Regions from separate parts of the Mus musculus genome. Here region 2 is linked to region 1. Evidence: chromatin contacts called from public HiChIP or PLAC-seq data. All regions are on one chromosome and are shown on one strand. Each heading gives the region's core, a stretch centred on a gene start, on an enhancer-like site or on the middle of the called end of the contact. The rest is flanking DNA. Distances are from core to core; before and after follow the strand shown. Region 1 overlaps Gm33669 (a long non-coding RNA gene). Region 2 holds the start of Degs1 (delta(4)-desaturase, sphingolipid 1).

Region 1 (3,632 bases), core at 1,062-3,561:
GTAGGGTTGCCAGAGATAGCAACTCAACGGCACAGGAGAAACTGTCCTGGGTGGTACAGGAGAAGCTGTCCTGGGTTTCCCAGCACCCCACAGTGGCTCTCGATAGCCTGGAACACCAATTCCAGGGCTTCCATTGCCCTCTTCTGTTTCCCACAGGCCCCAGGCACACGTGGTGGACAGACATACATCTAGGCAAAGCATCCATGCACATAAAATAAAAATAAACAGATCTCATTTAACTTATTAACAAGTAAGTGGTTAGGGCTGGAGAGATGGCTCAGGAGTTAAGAGCACCGACTGCTCTTCCAGAAATCCTGAGTTCAATTCCCAGCATGGTGGCTCACAACCATCTGTAATGAGATCTGACGCCCTCTTCTGGTGTGTCTGAAGATAGCTACAGTGTACTCACATACATAAAATAAATAAATCTTAAAAACAAAACAAAACAAGAAATAAGTGGTTAATTAGAAATTGGACTGCAGGTATAGATCAGTGTGGGAAAGCCTGTATGTGTCTGGTATGTGCGAGGTCCCGTGTCCACTTCCTGTCACCAAAAATTGACGCCAAGAAAAACCACCACCACCACCAACAACAACAGAGACACTACCCAGATGCTCAGTTACATTTAAATTTCAGGTTGACAGTAACCTTAGAGTAAAAATGATTTTATCGCAAATATTGTGTGACATACACCTATTCCCAAAAGCAATTTGTTCATCTGTTGAGAAAAGGCCAAGAAGCAGCTCTGGTGAGGACTTCCAGAAGAGGTGAACACCAAGAAAAGACGTTGAGGGAGCAGCGGGTGTTCCTGTGTGCTCGGGGCCTTTCTGAAGCCAGTGTGGATGGGCTTCCTTGAGTGTAACTGTGTTAAAGTGCAGATTCTGGGCCCTCTCCTAGGCTGGTGACTGATGGGAGCGGCTGCGGCTCTACAGCTCTGGGTGAGCAGACACCAAATTTGAGGCCCTGCGTGCTGAGGTGTTTGTCTCATGTCTGGGGATTCTGTGCAGGCAGCAGTGAAGTGGCAAGACTGTCTTGGGCAGCCTAAGCAGGAGCCACCTTAGAAACAGTGATTTCCCCAGGGCCTGGGACCAGGCTTCCCCACATTGACAGAGGACAATGGTAGAGATCTAGGCCAACCTGCTTCCTCAAGGCTGTGGTGAAGTTGAAATGAGAAAATAAAAAACCGATGTCGTGTAGATTTTGACATGCTCAGGACCACCTCTCCCTCCTCTCCCTCTCCTCCTCCTTTTCCTACGTTTTTGGTGGTTGTTTTGAGATAGACTCTCACTATGTAGCTCTGGCTGTCCTGCAACTTAGACTAGATTGGCCCAGAACTCACAGAGATCCACCTGCCTCTGCCTCCCCAGTGCTGGGATTAAAGGTGTGTGCCACCACCACGCTGGGTTTAGGATCTTCTTGTCAGAGCTGGGTGGGGCTTGGCATGGAGTGACACCTCCTGTCTTGGGGCTCTTCTGCCATGGGTCTGACAGGTGCTAAATGAGCATTCTACCGTGGAGCTATAGCCCATGGACTTACTGCCCTTTCCTGTCAGTCAAGAGGGTCTCTTGCAGGAGGAACAGCTGTCTAACGCTGAACTGGGAACACACAGCCAGCCATTGTTTCCCACATCAAGTTAAGCCTAACACCAGCTTGCACCTCCCTGAGGAGGACTGTGCATCACTGTTCCATCTCAGGGATCCCTCCCACCCAGAGTTTACCTAGGAACTCCTGAGCTCAGAGGTCCCGTCTCTGCCACATTGACCTCAGGCTATGCTCAAGAGTCCCTCACTGTTCTCCATCCCTGGGGATCTGTGTGCCTATACAAAGCCCAGGTCACTGCCCAGAGGGCAGTGTGCACTGCATTGCTGCCTCGGGAAGCAGGCTGTCCTTAAACTGCCCAGCAGAGAAAGCCTCTCCCTGCTGGGCCATGGGCAACCCCATGGATGGCTTTTACATCCTTAGAAAGGCTGTTCTTTCCTGCCTGGACACTGTCAAAGCACAAAGGATTCCTTCATCTTTTCATCCTTCCTGCTCCCCGCCCCCCAACTTGGCTGAGAAAGGCAAAGACATGCCTTACCCTCTGGGCTTGGGGAAGAGGCTACCACTCTCACTAAAGCTCTGGCCTCCAGCCAGATAACTGACCAGTGTCAAAGATGGTGCATGGGTCAGGAAAACGGTGTTTGCCTGATGATCGGTAGTCCAAAACCAGGTGGCGCTCTAGGCCCACCCTGGGACCTGCCAGAGCTTGCCACATCTTGTTTCCGGTCCCACTCAACCTCGCTAAATTGCGGCTCACTTCCCTCTCACTTGGGCTCCCAGGAGGAGTGCTGCCAAATACCCAGCTTACCCAGGGCTGGCTGACTGGGTGCAGTGCCAGGTGTATGTTGGTCTGTGCTTTCTTTCTCAAGTCAAAGCCAGTAGCCAGGGCCTCATGCCAACCCTGTGCAGACTGGCCTCTGCGGCATAGCGGTTCTTCCCGAATTTCCTTGCTGAAACGACACTTGGGATGACCCTAGTTGGCGCATCCTCTGGGCTCACCCTCCCCCACCAAGAAGCTGACCCACTTTTCTCTCTCCCCATCCATTGCTGCACTGAACGCTAGGCGCCTTCACCCAGAGAACAGGACCCCATCTAGGCCTCTAGTCTCTTACTCTGAGGATTTAGGACTTTCCTGCCAGAGTACGAGTTATGAGACAGAAATTTCCCGCCAACCTTGCGTCCTAAGAGAGTGTTGGAGTGAGGTCCGCCAGCTGGGCAGGGGTTCAAGTCCCTCTGGGGCCGCTGCATGAAACCTGGGTTAAGGAAGATCTGAAAAGGGCTTCCCAGAGGTAGGTCCCTCAGCCTAGAGGCCAGGCTTTCAGGCCCCACCCGCACCCCACCCCGACCCCTCTCACACCATCCTTACTCTGAAGCTCACCACATGGTGGCGCTGTAACAGAGCTACACCTATAGATGGTCCCGGGTTTCAGGCTTCATCCCATCTCCCACCAACTATCCCTTTGTCTCCGTTTACTTGGCTGAGGTACATGGTCCACAGTAGTCTGGTGGCTGGGAAGTTCTTTCACACAGTCCTCCAGGCAGTGGGGGCCCGGATGAGGGACGTAGATCGCATCCATTCCGGGCTTTGGAATACTCATTGCCTGGTCTGGGTGCTGAGACACTGCGACCTGCACTGGCTGTGGGTACAGGGTGCTGAGACACTGAGACCTGCACTGGCTGTGGGTACAGGGAGAGCACAGAGTAACCCCAGGTGCCTGCCAGAACTTACCAGGCCATCTGCTCCAGAGAGGGGGATGGGAGTATTTGGGAGGGGGGGCTAGTCTTTAGGGCAGGGCTTAAACTTTTTCTGTTCGCCACCCCTGTATGAGACCCTAGCAATATAGAGACAAAAAAAAAAAAAAAAAAAAAAGCAAACAATTACATTTACAAGTAATAACTCACAAAGAAATTTTAAAAGCGATTCTTAGACATACATATAATTATAGCATTTATTAAGGATGAAAGCAAGTTTGTATAGAGGTTTGTTATATTTACATAAGGAATATGACATTGGCTATATATTTCACACTGTAGAACATGGAATATCTCCAGTATTTTTCAGAGGCAATGTAAATTCAAAATAGCAGAAATAT
Region 2 (3,512 bases), core at 419-2,918, 400 kb before region 1:
TTGGTGGTGGTGGGTTTTGAACCCAGCATCTTACTGGGCACTTTATCATTGAACTCTGTCTCAAGTCTTTTATCTGTGTTGGGTGTGTGTATATGGAGGAGGCTGGGTTTTATCGGTGCACTTGCTCTGTAACCAAGGCAATCCTGGAACTTGTGATCTCTGCCTTAGGCTTCTGCTCAGTTGGGATCACACACAACTGGGCTAACATGCCCGGCAAGAATTTCTTAATACCTTCACCTACCCAGATGATACTTTAATTAAATAGCATCACATCAGGGGCTAGAGAGATGGTTCCGTATTTGAAGAGTTCCTACTGCTCTTGCAGAGTTCAGTTTCCAGCACCCATGGAAGGTGGGGTGTCTTTCAACGGCATGTAACTCAGCTCCAAGGGATCTGACACCCTTTTCTGGCCTCTGAAAGCAACTGCACCCAGATAGATAGATCTTTAAATAACATCACATCATTTTAACCCTTCAGAATAAATAAGACTGATACATCACAGCTGGCTAGTTTATCCTTTAAGTCCCTGTTAATTTGTTGGTTTTTTTTTTCTCCTTTATTAGAGAACACAAAATTCCCATATCGTTTCCTACAGTGAGATCTTGCTGATGGTATCCCATAGTTTAGCAGATTCCTCTGTAGTTTGTAGTTTTCTATACATGAGCAGTTGTACTTCCAAGACTTGTCAGACTTGGATGTCTGTCTCTCTGTGTCCCCACCTCTCCCGTTGTGGTATGCATGTGCAGTGGTGTGTGTCTGTGTCTGATTTATACTCATGACCACTTGGCTTCTTTAGGAAAGTCATCTGGTCTGCTAATCCCTAATCCTGTAATCTTAATCTTAATTAGCAGTTCCTTTCACTTCCAGGCTCCACGGAGAAGCCAGGGCTCTTAGTCCATCCACCTGCTCGGCCCGTGCTCCAACTCTGTGCCACACCTCTAATCCCTAAACCTCGTAAGTGAAGAAATGATAGGCATTTTGAAATCAAATCTCCCCTGCCTCCCACAGGAAGTTGCGGGTGATCACTTCTGTGACACGGGAAGATGCATGATTGAGCAACCATTAGTGTAGGGAAACATCAGAACCACCAACTCCACCCCATCTCTCCCTTCCCTTTTCTTTACTGCATTGTTCAGACAAGTCTGAAATTCCACTGGGAGGCAAGGGCAGGCCCACCGGCTGGAGGATAACCTAGGCTAGGTAGTGAGAACCTACTTCAAGAAACAAAAGCAAACATATGGGGCGGGAGGGGTGAGGAGGGGCGAAGACGGGAGAGAGGGGAGAGAAAAGCAAAGAGAAAAAAAAAACTTTTTTAAAAATTAGATTTTAGTTGCCACACACTCCAAATCTCTGGAGGTTTTAGTTCCAGAAGGCAACCAAACAGGGCTCGACAGATAATTTGCTATTAAAAGTTAAGCGAAATATGGGCTCGTTGCCACTTAATCAAAGCCAGTGATCTTCCGAACTCAAGGAGAGGTAGCCACCCCATGTACTCCACCCACTGAGGCGCTAAAGCGAGAGCCTTATCCAGCCGCAAATCTTTCCTTCTCTTTTCACCTTTTCCCAGGCTTCGTGAGCCTACAAGGTTCTTGGCTGCCGACCCAGGTCCCGCCCATCGCCTCCCACGAGGGGCGTGGTCATTGCGGGGCGTGGCCTGAGGCCCCGCCTCTGCCCGCGTCCCCGCGGCTTATCGACTAGAGCCGGGCCTCGAGCTGCCGCCGTCCGGACACGAGCCGGAGGCAGAGCGGGTCCACAGGCCGCAGCCATGGGTAGCCGCGTGTCCCGAGAGGAGTTCGAATGGGTCTACACGGACCAGCCCCACGCCGCCCGGCGCAAGGAGATCTTAGGTGAAGACTGGACCCCGTTATGTGCGCGTGGCCGCGTGCGGGCCCTGAGCGGCCTCCCGTGCGCGCCGTGCGAGCGCGGCCTCCGCGGCCCCTTCCAGCCGCTCCGCTGCTTGGCCGCCGGCGCGGGCTCCGGGCGGGCGGGAGAACCGAGGGATGAGGGATCAGCGCGCCGCCGCTCGCTGCTAGCCCTTCGATGGTCATGTGTTGGAGGCCTCCGCCGGCCTGTGAGCTGAGGGTCCCCAGGTAGGGCGATCCGGACTCGCCCCTCCTGCTCCGACAGTCGAGGGTGACCCCCGCTCCTGGTGGAGCGGTAGGCTCGAGCCCGGACGCCTGCTTGGCTCAGGGCGTGGTCCAGGGGCATCCCCGGCCCCGGGAGCCTCAATCACGTGGTCCAGTCAGCTGCAGGCCTAGCGGGGGACCAGGTTCGGGTGACCCTAGGCTTCCCAGACCGGATGGCTCCTGTGAGTTTTTATTCCAGTGATCTGCGGGACCGGCTGCATAGGAAAGGCGCGCAGCTTAGCCTCCCGGACCTTAGGACAGGCTAGGCCTGATTTAGGAGAGTATGGGGGGCGGAGGGGGGGTTTCCACGTGAGATAGAGAGGTCTCTTATCCCACGTAGGCTGCTCTTAAGAATAAGGACAAATTGTTGGGTATGAGCTTTGCATATATGAACCAGTTCAATTTTTCCTTTCCAGTACTTTGCCTGAGCCGGCATTTTAAAAGATGAAGTAATGTTTAAGAAGATTCCAACATCTTCATAATTAGACTGCAGCCAAAGAGTCTGCCTTTTTTCTTTTCTTGGTGCTAGATATAGAAAGTTGTTTTAGTTTGTTTGTTTTGATTTAATTGAGAGAATCAATGAAAGGCCTTTTAATATGAGGAACTGCCTCATATCCACCATTTTCACACTCTTTCTTAAAAATATTTGCCTAATGGGGGAGGGGGCGGCGAGGCCCTGGTTTCTGCAGTAGTTGCTAAACTTAGACATTACTTGTTTCGCAAATCAGAGTGACTAGCTGCCGTTCAAATGGACTTTATTTTTCTAGTGGAATTCACGTTCAGGGGATCCCTGGTGCTAGTAAGTTCTCTACCATTGAGCTGCACCCCTGACTTCTGACCTGGAACTTAAATTGAGTGAGCCTCAGTCATTATCACCAGCTGTGCTGTCAGGTGCTTTGGGCTCTGGGGTTTCCGTATAGTCATTGCCTCTGCCTCATTACGGTGATAAATGTCTGCTGCTCCAGGGAGGGAGGGAGGCCTTTGGCTGCTGGCTTATCGGTGCTCACCGGTGCTTTTGGGTGTGTGGGGAGGGGGGAAGGGGGAGGTGTCTGGTGAAATCATGCCAGAGGGGTTTGAAGGAAAAAAGCTGATCCCCCTCATGTCAGCCTGGAAGCTGGGGGGCAAATGGAAACGTCCTTTGGGGCCTGCTTTCAGTGCACACCTCCTCCTATGCCTTTTATTCTGAGTCCTTTGAGGGGTTAATATGTTGATAAGGTCAGAACATTCAGGATCCTCACTGTGACCAGATCTGCCAGCTGGGGTCCAACCCTTTAATATGTGCGGTGATACCACATTTTGCTTAACATTCCTTTGATAGACATTTGAGCTGATACCCCCTCTCAGCTGTTTTTAATAGTGTTCCTTTGAATGTTCATGTACAGGGCA

What was found. HiChIP or PLAC-seq counts read pairs in DNA pulled down with a chosen protein or histone mark.
Region 2: an H3K4me3 HiChIP or PLAC-seq map of bone marrow-derived macrophages shows a contact between it and region 1, with 6 times the contacts expected there. The contact joins the promoter of Degs1 here to the enhancer-like site in region 1. A contact is called at or near these places in 6 of 39 promoter capture datasets (3T3-L1-derived adipocytes, the C10 cell line, hippocampal neurons and 3 more), 2 of 15 datasets of contacts at CTCF or cohesin (the NIH/3T3 cell line and embryonic stem cells), 9 of 484 Hi-C or Micro-C datasets (brown adipocytes, cerebral cortex, cortical glia and 3 more), 18 of 115 datasets of contacts at active chromatin or transcription factors (the NIH/3T3 cell line, the SCID.adh cell line, astrocytes and 11 more) and 2 of 9 other capture datasets (adipose tissue and embryonic stem cells).

The regions. Positions count from the first base shown.
Region 1 is chr1:181,880,375-181,884,006 of GRCm38.p6, reverse strand. Gm33669 (a long non-coding RNA gene) reads right to left here. Exons shown (of 4, transcript XR_865801.2): 2 at 3,027-3,371; 3 at 2,713-2,781. Among named protein-coding and RNA genes, the nearest start is that of Gm33669, 3.7 kb to the right of the region's middle. Within about 2 kb of position 2,311, at least 119 of the 459 cell types and tissues checked have an H3K27ac peak or open chromatin away from gene starts, as enhancers often do. A contact at or near this core is called in the SCID.adh cell line, bone marrow-derived macrophages, cerebral cortex and 4 more, where this site is marked.
Region 2 is chr1:182,280,957-182,284,468 of GRCm38.p6, reverse strand. Degs1 (delta(4)-desaturase, sphingolipid 1) reads left to right here and starts at 1,668. Exons shown (of 3, transcript NM_007853.5): 1 at 1,668-1,847. The coding sequence starts at 1,766.